Linked DNA regions of Sus scrofa: all the other regions are linked to region 1. The links are chromatin contacts, called in public Hi-C and HiChIP or PLAC-seq maps. All regions are on one chromosome and are shown on one strand. The core of a region is the stretch at or near the end of the contact, and the rest is flanking DNA. Distances in the headings are between cores, read along the strand shown. Region 1 holds the start of EIF5A (eukaryotic translation initiation factor 5A-1). Region 2 holds the start of BORCS6 (BLOC-1-related complex subunit 6). Region 3 holds the start of PFN1 (profilin 1).

Evidence for each region. Hi-C and Micro-C count contacts between places; a contact is called where the count stands out from the background. HiChIP or PLAC-seq counts read pairs in DNA pulled down with a chosen protein or histone mark.
Region 2: a contact with region 1 is called in a Hi-C map of liver, with 3 times the contacts expected there. The contact joins the promoter of BORCS6 here to the promoter of EIF5A in region 1. A contact is called at or near these places in 1 of 5 promoter capture datasets (fetal liver) and 1 of 47 Hi-C or Micro-C datasets (liver).
Region 3: a contact with region 1 is called in an H3K27ac HiChIP or PLAC-seq map of alveolar macrophages. The contact joins the promoter of PFN1 here to the promoter of EIF5A in region 1. A contact is called at or near these places in 1 of 47 Hi-C or Micro-C datasets (liver) and 1 of 2 datasets of contacts at active chromatin or transcription factors (alveolar macrophages).

What each region holds. Positions count from the first base shown.
Region 1 is chr12:52,656,779-52,661,643 of Sscrofa11.1, reverse strand. EIF5A (eukaryotic translation initiation factor 5A-1) reads right to left here and starts at 2,604. Exons shown (of 6, transcript XM_021067817.1): 1 at 2,545-2,604.
Region 2 is chr12:53,404,470-53,409,334 of Sscrofa11.1, reverse strand. BORCS6 (BLOC-1-related complex subunit 6) reads left to right here and starts at 2,583. Exons shown (of 3, transcript XM_021067862.1): 1 at 2,583-4,865. The coding sequence starts at 3,224. The coding sequence ends at 4,288.
Region 3 is chr12:51,959,782-51,964,646 of Sscrofa11.1, reverse strand. PFN1 (profilin 1) reads right to left here and starts at 2,005. Exons shown (of 3, transcript NM_001244416.1): 1 at 1,674-2,005; 2 at 17-209. The coding sequence starts at 1,805. ENO3 (enolase 3) reads left to right here and starts at 4,656. Exons shown (of 13, transcript NM_001044527.1): 1 at 4,656-4,707.

The DNA of each region.
Region 1 (4,865 bases), core at 1,355-3,854:
CTCTGAGATGGGCAAAGGCCTGCCTCCTAGTACGGGGAGGACTCAGGTGTAACTTGCCAGTGAAACCAACCACCCCTCTTCCCCACACAGAACCAGGGCTATAATTAGGTGAGCAGCTATGAGCCAGCAAAAGGGCGGGGCTAATGGAGGGGAGGGGGGTGGAGACCGGAGGACAGGGAGCCCCACCCGTCTCTGTTACACCCCCCCCACCCTATCCACACACGAGCCAGTCATTGGTACAGGAAACCACAAGGCCTCTTTGGGGGATTCCCGCCTCTCCAACATGCATTTGCAGATGCAGCCGAGGGGAAGAAAGTAAAGTTGTTTTCTAACAGATCTCCCTGCCAAACACCTCTGGTTTCCCAAAGGGAACCCAGGAACCCAGCCTCTTCGCGAGGGCCCTCCCACTTTTCCCAGGATGCATCAGTCCTGTCGGCTTTTCAGGCCGGGCCTGTACAGTCAGTAGAAAGTGGGGGAGTGAAGAGTGGTGAATGACAATAAAATGAAAGCAAAAGGCTGGTAGTAGTTAGAAAGTAGAATAAATTATACTAAGCTAGGAAAGTTATGGACTCTAAAGCCGGGAACTCCCAAATCAGACCCAACGAGAACGACAGTGACAAGGTGAAGAGCACCTATCACACAGAGTAACTCATCTGCCCAGGACTTTAAGCCGTTGTCGGCATGACCGAGAAGAGTTGGGCTCCCGTCCAACTGCTCTCAGTTTCCCCATTTCGTTGGCCTCCCAGCACGGAAGAGTGCCACTTACACCTGGCTGGCCACCTCGCTTCACAGGAGGATATGGGGGAAAAGCCCCAGGGGCCCATGAGGGGAGAGAACACTAACATATGCCCGCAGACGGCTCTCCGGAGTGATCAGGATCCGGGCCACGGGCTACTCGCACTCCTCAAAATTCCAAGCCCCCTTAAGCGCCCGCGAGGACTAGCTCTCCCCGCGCGGGGGGTTGCCGGCTCCCGCCCACCATGTGGCCGCCCGGGGCTTCCGGTGGCGGGGACCTGGGGGGAGGGGTCCCCGCGCTGCCATGCGGCCCCCGTCCACGTTCGGCCATGCGGCCTCCGACCCCGAGGGCAGGCTGCCGTGGGGGCACTTCCGGTGCTGCGGGCGCCCCCTCCTCAAAGGCCGCGCCAGGCCGGAGCCACGCCGCCTCCCCTCCCCTCGCTGGCCGCCAACCCCCCCACATGCCCTCTCACCGAATAGCCCCCTCCCCCACCTCACGTGGCCGCGCGGCTCCCGGTTCTAAACGGCCCAGGTACCCTTGCCCCGGCGGGCCGATCTGGTCCCCGGCCCTCGTCCCAGCGTGGCCGCCCGGCGGCCTCTCCCGCGTGGCGGCCTCGCGGCTCGCCGTCCCCCGCCCTGCGTCGCTCCAACGTCACCCGGCCAGCCCCAACCGTCACCCCGCGCGCCAACCGGGGCGCGCGCCCGAGCCTCTCCGCACCTCGCGCTGCTGCCCGACCGAACCCCGTGCGGCGGTGGCCGCCGCTCCCCTCTGCCCCCTCCCCGACACTCGCGCAGTTCCATCTCTACTCCCAGGCCCAAACCAAGGTTCCGCGCACGCGCGCCCTGCTCGCTCTCACCTCGCGCGAACGCACTGACTCGACCCCGTCCGCTCGCCGCGAGCCCAACCGCTGCCTCCGAGCCCGCTGCCGCCGCCGCCGCCGCCGCCGCCTCTACCGCCGCCGCCGCTGCTGCTGCACACGGGTCTTAGTACGCAGGCGCCGACTCCCCACTGACCAACCAAGCAGCCCTGTGACAGCCGCGCAAGCGTGCTACCTATCTCCTCCGCCCTCCACCCCCGCACTGCGCAAGCGCACAGACCCTCCCCGATCTCCACCCTCCCTCCTACCTACCCATCCAATGACGCGCATACGTGACCCCGCCCCTCACAAATCCTGAGCTCGTCCCACCGGTAGACAACGCGCAGGCGCACCCGGTTTTTTAAGCCCTTCCACCTCCTCTCCCCTCCCCGGGTTAGACCACCAGCTCTACCGGACAGTCCTTGCGCTTGCGCAGTAAGGAGCCCCGCACTCCACACCCTCTGAAGGAAACGCCTCGGCCTCAAAGCGCATGCGTGTTGGGAATCCTGACCGCCCCTTCCACCTCAGACGTCGTCTGTACGCCAGGCGTTGAAAAGACCACGCCACTGTATTGCTGGTTCTGTCTAGAACGCATGCGTCTTAGGAAACGCCCCACTTCGGCTTTAGCTGGTCTTAAAAGACTCACACGTTTCAGAAAACTTGTGCTGTGGGGTGGGCCCCTTGTCTCTGAGCCCATCCCCCACGGTTCCGCACATGCGCGGCAGAGCCCTTTCGATTCCAGCCGCCCTAGCGCGCTAGTGCTGGTCGGGTTACCACCCTTCTCAGCTTCACTTCTCTAAACTGCGCTTCTGCTCTGCCATAGAGTTTCGCGCGGGAAGATAGAGCGGTCCTGCCCTCAGCCACCATCTTGTTTAAAACCCTGGTCCGTGTTGGTCCCAGTAGTTTCCACAGAGGCCTTTCTACTTCTGATTCCTAAGATGTAGAGACTTACACGGTATTTCTCTTTTTCCTCCACCTAGTCTCCGCCGTCTCCAGAGCAGTCGTCTACAAGCAAACCTAGAAAAAGTTCACTGTAATGAAGAGTGGGGTATCAGATTTCACTGACGTTCTTTAAGTCCTAGGAGGTGTCCGCGAAGCCAGAAACATGCTCTCCCTCGGAATGAGTTTACCTGGCCCTCGTTCTAGGGAAAAAAGCTGCTGCTTTTCCTGAAAGGTTATAATCTTACCTCTCCAGTTCCAGGATTTTCAGCACTACCTGTATGCCTTCATTGCTTCAGTAAGCTAAGTGGACAACAGAATTGTGTAACAAGACAAGCAACTAAGCTGGGCTTGGAATCTGGTTGTTTTGTTTGAGATGTGACCTGCTAGATGGAAACTGCAAACACTCGTTTGAATGAATACATTTATGTAGCATATAATATCATCACCCCCAGCTCTTCCTACTCAGTTTTCTGTGTTTTATGGCATTTGCTTTGAGAGAGAGAAAACAACAACAACAGTCTTCCTGAGAGTATTGTTTAAAAGTCCAATTTCTGCTCTTGTCAAAGATGTATTACATGACCCAACAATTCCAGTCCTAGGTATCTACCTCCCTCCAAAATTAAAAACAGGTATTCACATCCTTGCACGCTAATGTTTACAGCCGCACTATTCATGGTGGTCAAAACGTGGAAACAAAGGGGTTCATTCCCATTGTGGCTCGGCCGGTTAAGAACCTACTAGTATCCGCGAGAGAATGCAGGTTGGATCCCTGGCTTCACACAGTGGGTTAAGGATCCTGCATTGCTGCAAGCCACAGTGTAGGTGGTAGATGTGACTGTGATCCCATGTTGGTGTGGCTGTGGTGTAGGCTGGCAGCTGCAGCTCCCATCGGACCCCTAGCCTGGGAATTTCGATATGCCAGGAGTGGCCCTAAAAAAAATTGTGTTTTTTTTAAATTAATTAATTTTTTTGTCAAAAACTTTTTAAAGGTGGAAACAACCCAAACATCCGTCAACAGATGAATGAGTAAATTGTGGCATGTGTGTGTAATGGACTATGAATCGCCAAAAGGAATGAAGTGTTAATGCATGCTCCAGCTCGATGAACTTTGAAAACATTTTGCTAAGAAGCCAAAAAAGGTCACATGCTTTATGCTTTCATTGATAAGAGATATTCAGAGTAGGTAAGTACATAGAAACAAAAAGCAGACTGGGGGCTTCTCTTGCGATAAAGTGAGTTAAAGATGCGGCACCGTCCCTGTAGGGACTCAGGTCGCTGCTGTGGCGTGAGTTGGATCCTTGGCCAGGGAACTTCCACATGCCGCGGATGCAGCCAAAAAGGGAAAAAAAAAAAAAAAAAATAGCAGATTGGTGGTCACCAGATGTTGGAGATAAGGGGAATGGGAAGTAACTGTTCAGAGGTCATGGGGTTTTATTTTAGAGTCATGAAATGTTTTGGAATTAAACGTGGTGGTTGCACAACGTGTGAATGCACTAAATACCACTGAATCGTTTATTTAAAAATGGTTTTATGTTATGTGAATTTCATCTCCGTTTATAAATTCTTGCACACACATGTTCAAAGCAGCATTATTCATAAGCAGCAACAAGTATAAACTACTTAAATGTCCATCAGCTGATGAAGGGATAAATAAAATATGGTACATCCATGCAATGAAATATTATTCCACACTAAAAAGGAATGAAGTATTGGGTACACGCTGCAACATGGGTGAACATCAGTCACAGAGTTCCCTGGTGACCTAGCAGTTGGCACACGTTGCCGCTGCTGTCGCTTGGGAACTTTTGCATGCTGGGGGCGCTGCCAAACCAAACCAAACCAAACAAACAAAGACTTAGAGAATAACTTCAATAAAACTTCAAAAAAATACAAGATGACAGTCGCAAAAGACCACATAGTGTATTATATCATTTACATGACATGTCCAGAAGAGGCAAGTATCGAGACAGAAAGTAGATGGTCGTTGCCTAGGACTCAGGGCTTAGGGGGAAATGAAGAGATGGAGAGAGGCCGCCAGTGGCTATGGGGCAAGGGGCAGAGGGTGTCTTTTGGGATGAGGAAAATGTTCTAAAATTGGCAATTCCCAGTGAGGTGCAATCAGTGGCATCTTGGGAATGCTGGGACGAAGGTTCGATCTCTGGCCTGGCATTTCTGCAGCTTAGGTCAAAACCACGGCTCGGATCTTATCCCTGGCCTGGGAACTCCATGTGACATGGGGCGACCAAAAGAGAAAAAAAAAAAGAAAAAATTTTTGGAGTGACAATTACTCTATTCAGATATTAAAAAACATTGGGGGTTCCCATTATGGCT
Region 2 (4,865 bases), core at 1,334-3,833, 750 kb before region 1:
CAGGAATGCCATGGTTGTGGAATTGAATAAGGCTTTTAAAAAAACAAACAAAAAAAAAAGTGTTCTCCCTATTTCGCTCTTACCCAAAGACAGCCTGGTCCAAATCTTTTTACTGTTTAGTTTTGCTTTTGGTATTTACCATGTATTTCCAAATCACATGCTTTTCTTGCTACTCCTTAAGTTTTCAGTTTTATGCTTTGGCTATTGTTTTCCTGCTACAAAATGTAAGGATTTCATTCTTTCACTCCACTGCCACCATAACCATGTGCATTGTCTGCCCCTGCATCTTTCTAATGTAGTTTCATCATAATTTTTTGTTAGATTTATTCATTTGAAAATAGTTATTCAGTGCTTTCTACAGTCCAGGTGCTGTTCTAGAGGCTGGGGAGTGAAAAACCCCTCTGAGCTCAGGAAACTTGCCAATCTAGCGGATCACTGTCAGTGTCCAGTGTGTGTGTAATGACCATGAGATGCTAGCCGAGCTGACTTGTGGCACTCTGTCCCTTTCTTTTGGAATAGAGGCCCCTAAGGTCAATAGCCTGTGTCATTTGTTCATCCCCTCTTTATAGATCACATCTCCAAATTCTCCCCCAAGCTGATTGCTTAGTTATCAACATCCATCAGACTGTCACTCCATTGTGTCATACAGGCCTAAGATGGACTCTTAAAAGGTTAGAAAAAATTCTGAGGTCACAGACCATATAAAAATGGGTCTGGAGTTCCTGCTGTGGCTCAGAGGTAAGGAGCCTGACTAGTGGGCCCTATGAGGATGTGGGTTCCAGCCCCGGCCCTGCTCAGTGGGTTAAGTATTCAGCTTTGCAGTGAGCTGTGGTGTAGGTCACAGACATGGCTGGATCTGCATGGCAGTAATTGTGGCTGTGGCATGGACCTGCAGCTTAGCTCTGATTTGACCCCTAGCCTGGGAACTTCCATATGCCACATGTGTGGCCCTAAAAAGAAAAAAAAAAAAAAAATGGGGTGGAGAGCTGGATTTGGCCCCACAGGTCATATTTTGCTGACCCTTAATGTAGTGGACACTGTGGTCACTCCCCCACAGCCACTCCCCCCCCCCCCCCTGTGTTGCAGCTGTTTGAGTTTGGAGAGAACTAACCCTCCATCTCTAGCTCCAGGAGGAGCATAATTGTTTTAACCTAGTCAGTTAACTCTTATCACCTTGCCAGAGTGATAGCTTCCAGATGCTCAGTCCTAAGTCAATCATACAGGGTATTACCCTGGCCAAAGTGACTAAACTGGGCATATGAACCAGTTTAGGCCAATGAGATGTGGAGGGAGATTAACTGGGGCTCTTGGGAAAGTTGCATCCTTCTTCTGCGAGGTCTAATGGAAGCTAGTCCTTTCTTCCCTTCTGGAAAGTGGGGGAGTGTATCAGCTAGGATTTCTGGTTGCATGCAACAGAAAACAATTCAAGTTCATTTAAGCACAAATAGACCTTATTTTCAGCATGCTGGGTAATTCACAGAATCTCTAGGAGAACTAGGCTTGGGTTTTACACAGCCAGGAAGCATTCCACTGCAGAAGTGGTCCAGTAGACGGTGGTGGGAGCCTAAACCATGTGCCAGGGAAGCTGGGAAAGGGACTGCTTGGTATTCCAGCTTTTGTAGTGAAGATGGGCTCTGCCTGATGAGGTGGAAGAGTCCTCAAACCCTGGGATTCAGATACCCTGGGAGGGGCCAAAAGAATGACTCTGGATCCTGGTTACAGACTGAATGTTTTGGGCTTTCTAAAATTCATGTTGAACCCTTACCCCACAATGTGATGGTATTTGGAGGTGGGAACTTTGGAGGTAATTAGGTTTAGGTCATGAGATTGGGGACCTCATGATGGGATAGGTGTCCTTATAAGAAGAGGCCAGAGGTGTTCCCTGGTGGTTCAGCAGGTTAAGGATTGAGTGCTGTTACTGCTCTGAGTCAGGCCACTGCTGTGGTGTAGGTTCCCTGGCCTGAGAAGTGATGCAAACACATCTTGAATGAGTTCAGGCCAAAAAGGAGAAATTAATGGCTTGGGGTCATTTACTTAATAAATATTTATTGAGCACCTACTATATGCTAGGCACTGTCCTAAGCACTGGGGCTACAAATGAGAACAAAAGAGACAAAAAGCCTTACCCTCTTGGAACTTACATGAGTAAGTAAGCAAATATATTGTATTCCAGATGGTGATAAGTGCTAGGAAGAAAAGGCAGGGAAGGAAGATGAATTGCTGGAGAAAGTGGTTGCAATTTTAAACACTGTAAGGAAGGCCTCACTGAAAAGATAGCATTCGAATAAGGACCCGAAGGAGAGAAGGAAAGGAGGAATATCCAAGATGAAAATTTTTCTTGGTTGATAGACCTAGCCTCAAAAAAAGGGTGGTTGGGGTGGGGGTAGTTGCAAGAGCAAGTCTAAATCCCTGAGACGTCAGCATGTCTGTCTTCTCAGGAAGAGTGAGGAGGCCAGTGTGGCTCCAGCAGGAGCAGTAGGGGAAGACATGAGATCAGAATGGTACCAGGACTCTGACCTTCAGGCTCATTCGTTTATTGAATGTTTTACCTAGTGGTGAAATCACACACCATCCTCCAAGAGGAAACTCTCAAACCTGGAAGGGGCGGGAAGACAGAGTGGCAAATGAGAAGAGAAGCGCTTAAGCCCGCTTCTCTGCCCACTGTGAGCCGCTCTGGGCAGTTCATTTCCTAGAACCATGGAACGAACCATTCATGTTCTGTTGAGAATTCTGGTTTTATCCTTTCTGATCAACTAGGCGCGGTTCAATCCCGACTGTCCAAGCAGGATATACTACTTCCATCCCAAAAACCTCTCTTAGGAACCCTGATTCCTGTCCTCACCAGATGTGTTTGTTAAGCGGCAATTGTGGGCCTGGCAACTGTGGGCGGAAAAAGCCAGAGCCCCGCCCCCGGTGGACTCTAACGTTTCAGGATCTTCATCTTTAAGATCTGCCCCCTCAACTTTTTGAAAGGGCTGGGCGAAGAGCGCAGCTGTCACCTCCTACTCTCCACCCCGCGGGCTCTCACGTGCGTTCGATTGCTCAATAACAGCGCTCCTTCTGGGACTTCCTGGTCGCCGCGCCCAATCAGAGTGTTGTTTCCGTCCTGACCATTGTCAGCCGGTGGCCAATCGGCGCGCCTCTACAACGCCCCTTAAAGGAGCCGCCAAGGCCTTCCCAGCCGGGGCGAACCAATTCCTCGGTTCCTGCCCCCAACTGCGGTATGGAGTCGCCTCGGGGGCGGCCTGGGCCCGAGGCGGACCTTCTGGCTCTAGGAGAACAGCAAGCCGCGATCTTCGGCGGCGGCCCGGGCCGAACGCCCTCTGAGCCGCCCGCAGGCCTCCGGCTGTCCGGAGAGGAAGAGGCCGAGAACGTTGAGGGCACGAGCCGCCACCCCAGGGCGTCCCCAAAGCCTTCGGGCTGCAGCTTCGTCCACCGGCCGGAACGGGAGCCTCGGGAGGATGAGCTGGGCCGGCGAGGGACCCCTTCTGGGGCAGAGAGCTGCCTGGGGGCGCCGGGTCCCGAGCATGATCCGCATGGGTCCTTGCGGCTCAAGAACCCTGAGCCGCCAGAGGACAAGCCTGCATCTGAGAGGGTCTGCCGTCGGGGGAGCCCTGGAGGCGGCGGGATGGATGTTGAGCAGGAGAAGGAAGACGATGAGGAGGAGGCGGCAGCCGGCAGGACTGGCCGTTCGTTCTCCAGCCGCCTTCAGGACAGCCGCAGCCTGGACGGGCTGAGCGGGGCGTGCGGAGGCTCCGGGTCCGCAGGGGGTGCCGAGTATGGCCCGGGCGGCGGGCGGCGCGCCACCATCTCCAGCCCCCTGGAGCTCGAGGGCACGGTGAGCCGCCATGGCGACCTCACCCACTTTGTCGCCAACAATCTGCAACTGAAGATCCGTCTGAGCGGCGCCCCTCAACCCCCGCCCCCTGCCCCTGCGCGGCCCTGTTCAGCTCCGACACCCACTCCGGCCATCCCTCCCATCGATCCCGACGTGCTGCGGGACCTGGAGCGGCTGAGTCGGGAGCTGGGCGGCAGGGTGGACCGTCTGCTTCGCGGGTTAGGTGGTGCGGTTCAGGAGCTGACAGCTCTGAGTGTGGGCTGCATCCAGACCTACCGTGATGCCGTGGACTCCTTAGGCGAAGCTGTGGACATGAGCATCAAGGGCATGTACACCCTGCTGGCGCGCTGTGAGGAGCTGGAGCGAGCTCTGCAGCCGGTTCAGGGGCTGGCACGCCAAGTCCGGGATATCCGACGCACTCTGGAGGTTTTGGAGGCCCTGTGCAAGTGACCAGGAGGGCGGGAGCGGCCTGGCAAGGCCAGGTATCAGCAGGATCTTAAGGACTCTTCAAGGAGCCTTGGTGGGAACCTGCCCACTGAGGGGAGGCCTATGCATTGGAAGCTTTTCCAGATAACGTTTAGCCGGCCCGCGACCACTCGCTAGACCTTATGCAGGTGTATATGGGAAGTTCTAAAGGCCCTTCTGGTGGGAGGAGGTGATGCTCTGCTTCTATTCAGTTGGCTCTCTGCAGCTACCTTGTTCTCCTAACTCTCTGCCCTAGTTAGAGCACTATCTCTGGGAAACCGGGGCTTTAGCTCTGGGTTTGGGAGACATGACTGCCATTATGTGATCAAGAAAGGAGAACGGTGGCCCAGCCCCCACTGTGGCCACCCTGACCTCCAGTGGTCACATCTCATGTACCAGAGACTGTGGGAGCTTAAGTGGTCCCTGACCACACACCATGCCGACAAGGATGCACACTTGCAAATGGATAACCTCCTGCTTCTGCGCTCTGGCCTCCTACCACCCCATTTCCCCAGCCATAACCTGGGTGGAGCTGGAAGAATGTATTGCATGGTAGAGGGGG
Region 3 (4,865 bases), core at 756-3,255, 700 kb after region 1:
AAACTCAGAAACTCACTCTTGGCAGTCATGGTGACAGTGATATTGAAGGTGGGGGCTCCGCCAGTGCTCTTGGTACGAAGATCCATGGTAAATTCCCCGTCCTGCAGCAGTGAGTCCCGGATCACAGAGCATTTCTGGCCCCCAAGCGTTAGCCCATTCACGAAAAAACTTGACCGGTCTTTGCCAACCAGGACACCAACCTCAGCTGGCTGGAAGGGGAACCAAGCACCATCAAGTTAGTCAGTACCCCAAGGTTCCCACCTTCTCCAAGGACCCACCTGCCTTCCATTTCTTCAGGAAGCTAACCCCCCTGGGAGGGGTGTATGTTATGTGCTTTGTACACACCAGTGAAATTTGAGCAACTCAGGACTGTCGGAAGTTCGTGCACAAAAAGATCATGATCCTCAAACTTAGGAGAATGGTAACAGAAAGGGACGACATATTCCCCTGGAGACTTAGATGTCATTTCTTGGGAAAGCAAACCCAGGAAATAAAGGGGGCCAAAAAGGAGTGAGGAGAGTGGAGTGGAATGGACTGGAGAGCCTTTGGATGCTCAGAAGTCTCCTTCAGGAAAAGCAGAAGCGAAGAGGGGAAGGGAGGGGGCGGGCGAAGCAGGAGAAGCAACTTTGCCCTTATTTGGTCAAAGGTTCTACAGGAGTTGTTAGGGGCCCGGACGCCTGGGTCTCTAAGTAACCTTGAGTTCAGGTCCAGGTATCTGTGCTCTAAGAGGAGGAAGCAAGATGTCTGGGGGCATTCCGGGAAAGTTGAAAAACTTTTGGAGGGGGCCTGGGGCTAGACCCAGCAAGCCAGCTCTCGGGTCTTGATACCCCAGGGAAACTCTCTCCCCTCCCCCTTACACCCCAAATCCCCACATCCGGTCCCCTCCCGCCCGGAAATCCCCTTCCCCCCCTTTCGAACTTCCGCTCCCCCTCCCCACTTCCGGGCAGTGTGGACTGGGGAGGTGGTGAGGGGACAGCAGAAGTCATCCCTTACTCCTTCACTGATAATTCAGTCCTAGAACTTCTCACAAAGTTCCCCTGCTCCAGGCCCCGCCGGATGGCGGGAAGGGAGGGCGAGGGGACTTCCGGGATCGGTCTCACAGGAATGTTGAGTCTAACGTGCCGACTGCGGGGGGGCGGAGGGCGTGAGGCGGCCTAGCCCTCTCTAACGGAGCTGGGAGGGGCAGGGAGCGCAGAGGACGGGCATGGGACCTTGGCCACGCGAGCCGGGCTCCCACCGCATAAGGAGGAACAATGGTGGAGGGGGCGCGAGCAGGCGGGCGGAAGTGGAGCTCAGGGTCCAGGGGTCCCCGAGTCCCTTCTCAATCACAATCCCGGGTTGAAACTGCAGCGTGTGCCCGCCCCGCCCTGGAGGAGACGGAAGTGGGCCGCCGCACCGGGCGGCGCGCCCCTCCCCGCCCTGTGCCCCGGATGTAACGCCCCGTCTCGGAGAGCGGGGCCGGCGGGCTGGCCGGGCGCCGCCGCCCGGGACGTACGACTCGGGGGGCCCCGGGACGGACCGGCTCACGTGCAGCCACCATTCGCGCCACTTCCAGGGCCAGGAGCGACCACGGCTTTTCGCTGCGCTCTCCAGAGCGTGCCCGCCCCCACCCAAGTCCCTCCCTCAGGGTCCAAGCCCGGCCAGTTCCCCAGACCCCGCAGGCCTCGCAGTACCGTGATGTTGACGAAGGTTTTCCCGGGGACGGCGGCCCAGACGGAGGGCGAGTCCTTATAGCCCACGATGGCCGCGTCCTGACAGGTCCCGTCCGCCATGAGGTTGTCGATGTAGGCGTTCCACCCGGCCATGGCGCTGCTACTGGGGCTGCTCTCGGGGCTACTGCTGGGGCCGCGGGTTGGGCTCGGGCTGCCTCGGACTGGCGGGCGGGGGAAGGCAGAGAGCTTGGGGCACGCGCTGCCGTCCGGACCGCGGCTCTGCTAGCTGTGCAGCAGCCCTCGCACCGCCACTTCCTGCTCCTCCCCACCCCCCTAGATTTTTATTTGCAAAGGGCGGTGGGGGCGGGGCCTACTCCTCATCCCCTCCCTCCTCCTTCTCGCCTGCCCAGATACCGAACTTTGCAAATGCAATTTAAAAAATCCCTCCCCCTATTGCAAAATTTGCCGAGTTCGATGGGAACCGACGCTGAAAGGATGGGAGGCGGGGGGGTTAGAGTTGGGGCTCGCGCCAATTTGCATAGAATATTAGACTTTGGTGTAGGGAAAGAGAGTGAGCCAGAGGGAGGAAGGAAAGTGAACGGAGAAAGAACTAGCGAGCTGCAAATTTAGCAGATTAAGAGGGTTCGGGGAACTCAGGGTTAAACGGAACGACTCCCCCTTCCCCCACCTCTGCTGTGGGGTTGCGGGGGGAGGAACGGCAGGCGGCGGCAGCGCGTGCGCCCGCGCCTGCGCCGGGGCAGAGAGCGAGAGCGCGTGGGGCGGTTAGGGCCGGCCGCCGGCTTCGCGGGCGCGCGCCGGGGCGCGCCGGGCCGGGCCGAATTGGACCCCCAGCGAAGGAAGGCGGGCCGGGGACGTGTCTGCTGCTGGGCGGAAGGGGCGGGGGTGAGGCGCGCACGTTACCGCTTCTGCACTCTTGATTTTATTTATTCAAGAAATAAAGGCAGTAAAGGGAAATTTGACAAAATACCCCGACCATTTTCCAAGTTGAAGGCGCCCACCGGGGACACTTCTGTCCTCAGCATCTGCACGGCGGCATAAGTTGCACTCGCTGGAGCCCACCCGACTCCACGGGGATTATCCCTCGCGCTGGATCAGCTCCAGCCTTAGGCCTCACTCCATGACTGTGCCCCGGTCAGCAGTTTGGGTCGCCGTCCGTCCCCCTTACCCTGTCTCTGCAGAGGTCACTGAGCCTCGGCGCCCGCGGGGCGCGGCGGGCGGGCCTATTTTTCAAGGCGGAAGAATACTAGGGTTTCAACATGCAACTTTTTCAAGAAGAGGAAAGTCCCTTCTACCCTGGCCCCCTGGGCCTTTTTCCTCTTCTTTTTTCAGTAAAACTTATGCTAAGAAATTGTGTGCGAAGAGTTCGTTCGCCGCCCGCTGGGAAGCGGGTGGGGTTAGGACCCGGCTTAGGTGAACCAGCCCCGGCTGGCCGCCGGGTCCGCTGAGGGGCTTGGCCGCTTCCGGTCCCTCGGGGGAGGGGCGCCTCCCGGGCGTGAAGGGGCTTCGTACCTTCCCCGTCCCCCCCAGAGGGGTGCGGTGCTCCCGAGGCCGCTGCGAACCCTAAAGGCACCCGCCGCCCCCCGAGCCTGGTTCCTCGACAGCCGCCGTGGCTGAGTCACTGGCCGGCCCGGGCGGGGCCGCACGCGGGCACGTGGCGGCGCTCCCCGCCCGCCGTCTCCTGACCTCTGGCCTGCCGCACCCCCTACCCCAGGGTGGAAATCTCCCGAGAGGGAGCGGCCAGAGATAAGGGGGGGGTGAGATGGAAGACGGGAGTAGGGATCCTGGGGTGGGGGCTGGGAGACCGACCCCGCAGGGCAGGCGGGGTGGGGAGGAGAGCTCGGGAAAGGGCCGGGGGTGAGTCACCAGGCGCTGGCCGCTCCGGCGCCTGCGGGAAGGACCTCCGAATCAGGGGCGACGAGCCGAGGCGCCGGTGACCCTCGCCCTTTGGCTGGCCAGCCTGCTGGCCCAAGCCCCAGCGTGCCCTCCGCTCCCGGCTGGGTTTGCAGCCCAAGTCGGCACAGACTTCACTCCCGCCCAACACGCCCAGGCGGAGAAATTCACCAAATTCCGAGACGCGTTTTCCCGCAGGGCTGTTAGCAGACCACCCAACTGCCCCCCCCCACCCGCCACGGCGGTCAGACGCTCAGAAAGGGCCACACTCCTGTTCATTTTTTTTCACTTTGCTTGAACACCATTCATTGATAGACTGGGATCGCGACCTGAAGCGCCCGCCGTCGGTGGGGAAAGGGCTCCTGACTGGCAGTCTCCACGCGGGGCGATAAGTGCTGTCCCAGCGCTATCAGTAGGGCGCTGCGCCAACTCCGAGGACTGGTCTAAATTCGTCTGCCGGTCCCCTCCCCCACCCCCCTTGCCGGCCGAGAGAGGGTAGGATGGGGTGGGGCCGAGAGAGGCCGCTATGAGGACCTTAAGAGGTGAGACCCTCACGCCTACGGAGTGGGGTGTTCAGTTTTAGAGCTCAGAGCTTGCCGAGAACCCCCTGCCCCTTTCCCTACTGAGGACAGAGGCAGCCCCCCACGCTCTCCGCCTGACAAGTGAGCTGGGCACAAGTGAGTGGATGTCACTCCTGCAGCCCCTCTTCCAGGCCCCCTCCCCAGCCCTTCAGGGCTCAGGTTACCCCTGGCCTTTCCTAAAGGGCACCAGCTCCTCTTTAACCTTTGCAAAAGAGGAATCTAATCCTGGGGAGGGGAGAGACCCCCCGATTCTGAAGCCCCTCCTCTGTTTCTCCCCAGGAGTGGAATTAAAAATAAGGATTTTATTGGGAAGCAGAGAGAAAGGAGGGGTTAGTCACTGACCTTTGGGGAAGGGGGCAGTTGCCCAGGGCCAAAGGCTTTTGCTTTAGGCTGTAGTGGGCACTTGGCTGCCAGCCCGGCTGGAGGAGGAGGATGGAGAGGGGGAGAGGCGGGGCTGGCTGGGGTACAGGGTGCCTCGGGGATAAATGCCCAGCCTGAGAGGGGGTGAGCTGACACTGTCCCAGCTGCCACCTCTACTCCGGAGCCCAGCGAAGACATCCCAGGTCTGATGACTCTTCCAGCCTCAGGGGGTGGGGGGGGGCGGTAAAGGGTGAAAGTGGTGCTGGCCGTGAAGGCGGAAATGTCACCTTTTTATTTCCTCCTGGGACTGGGGGTGCTTGAGGGGTTGGAGCAAGCAGGACGGAGGTACTCAAGGATAGGA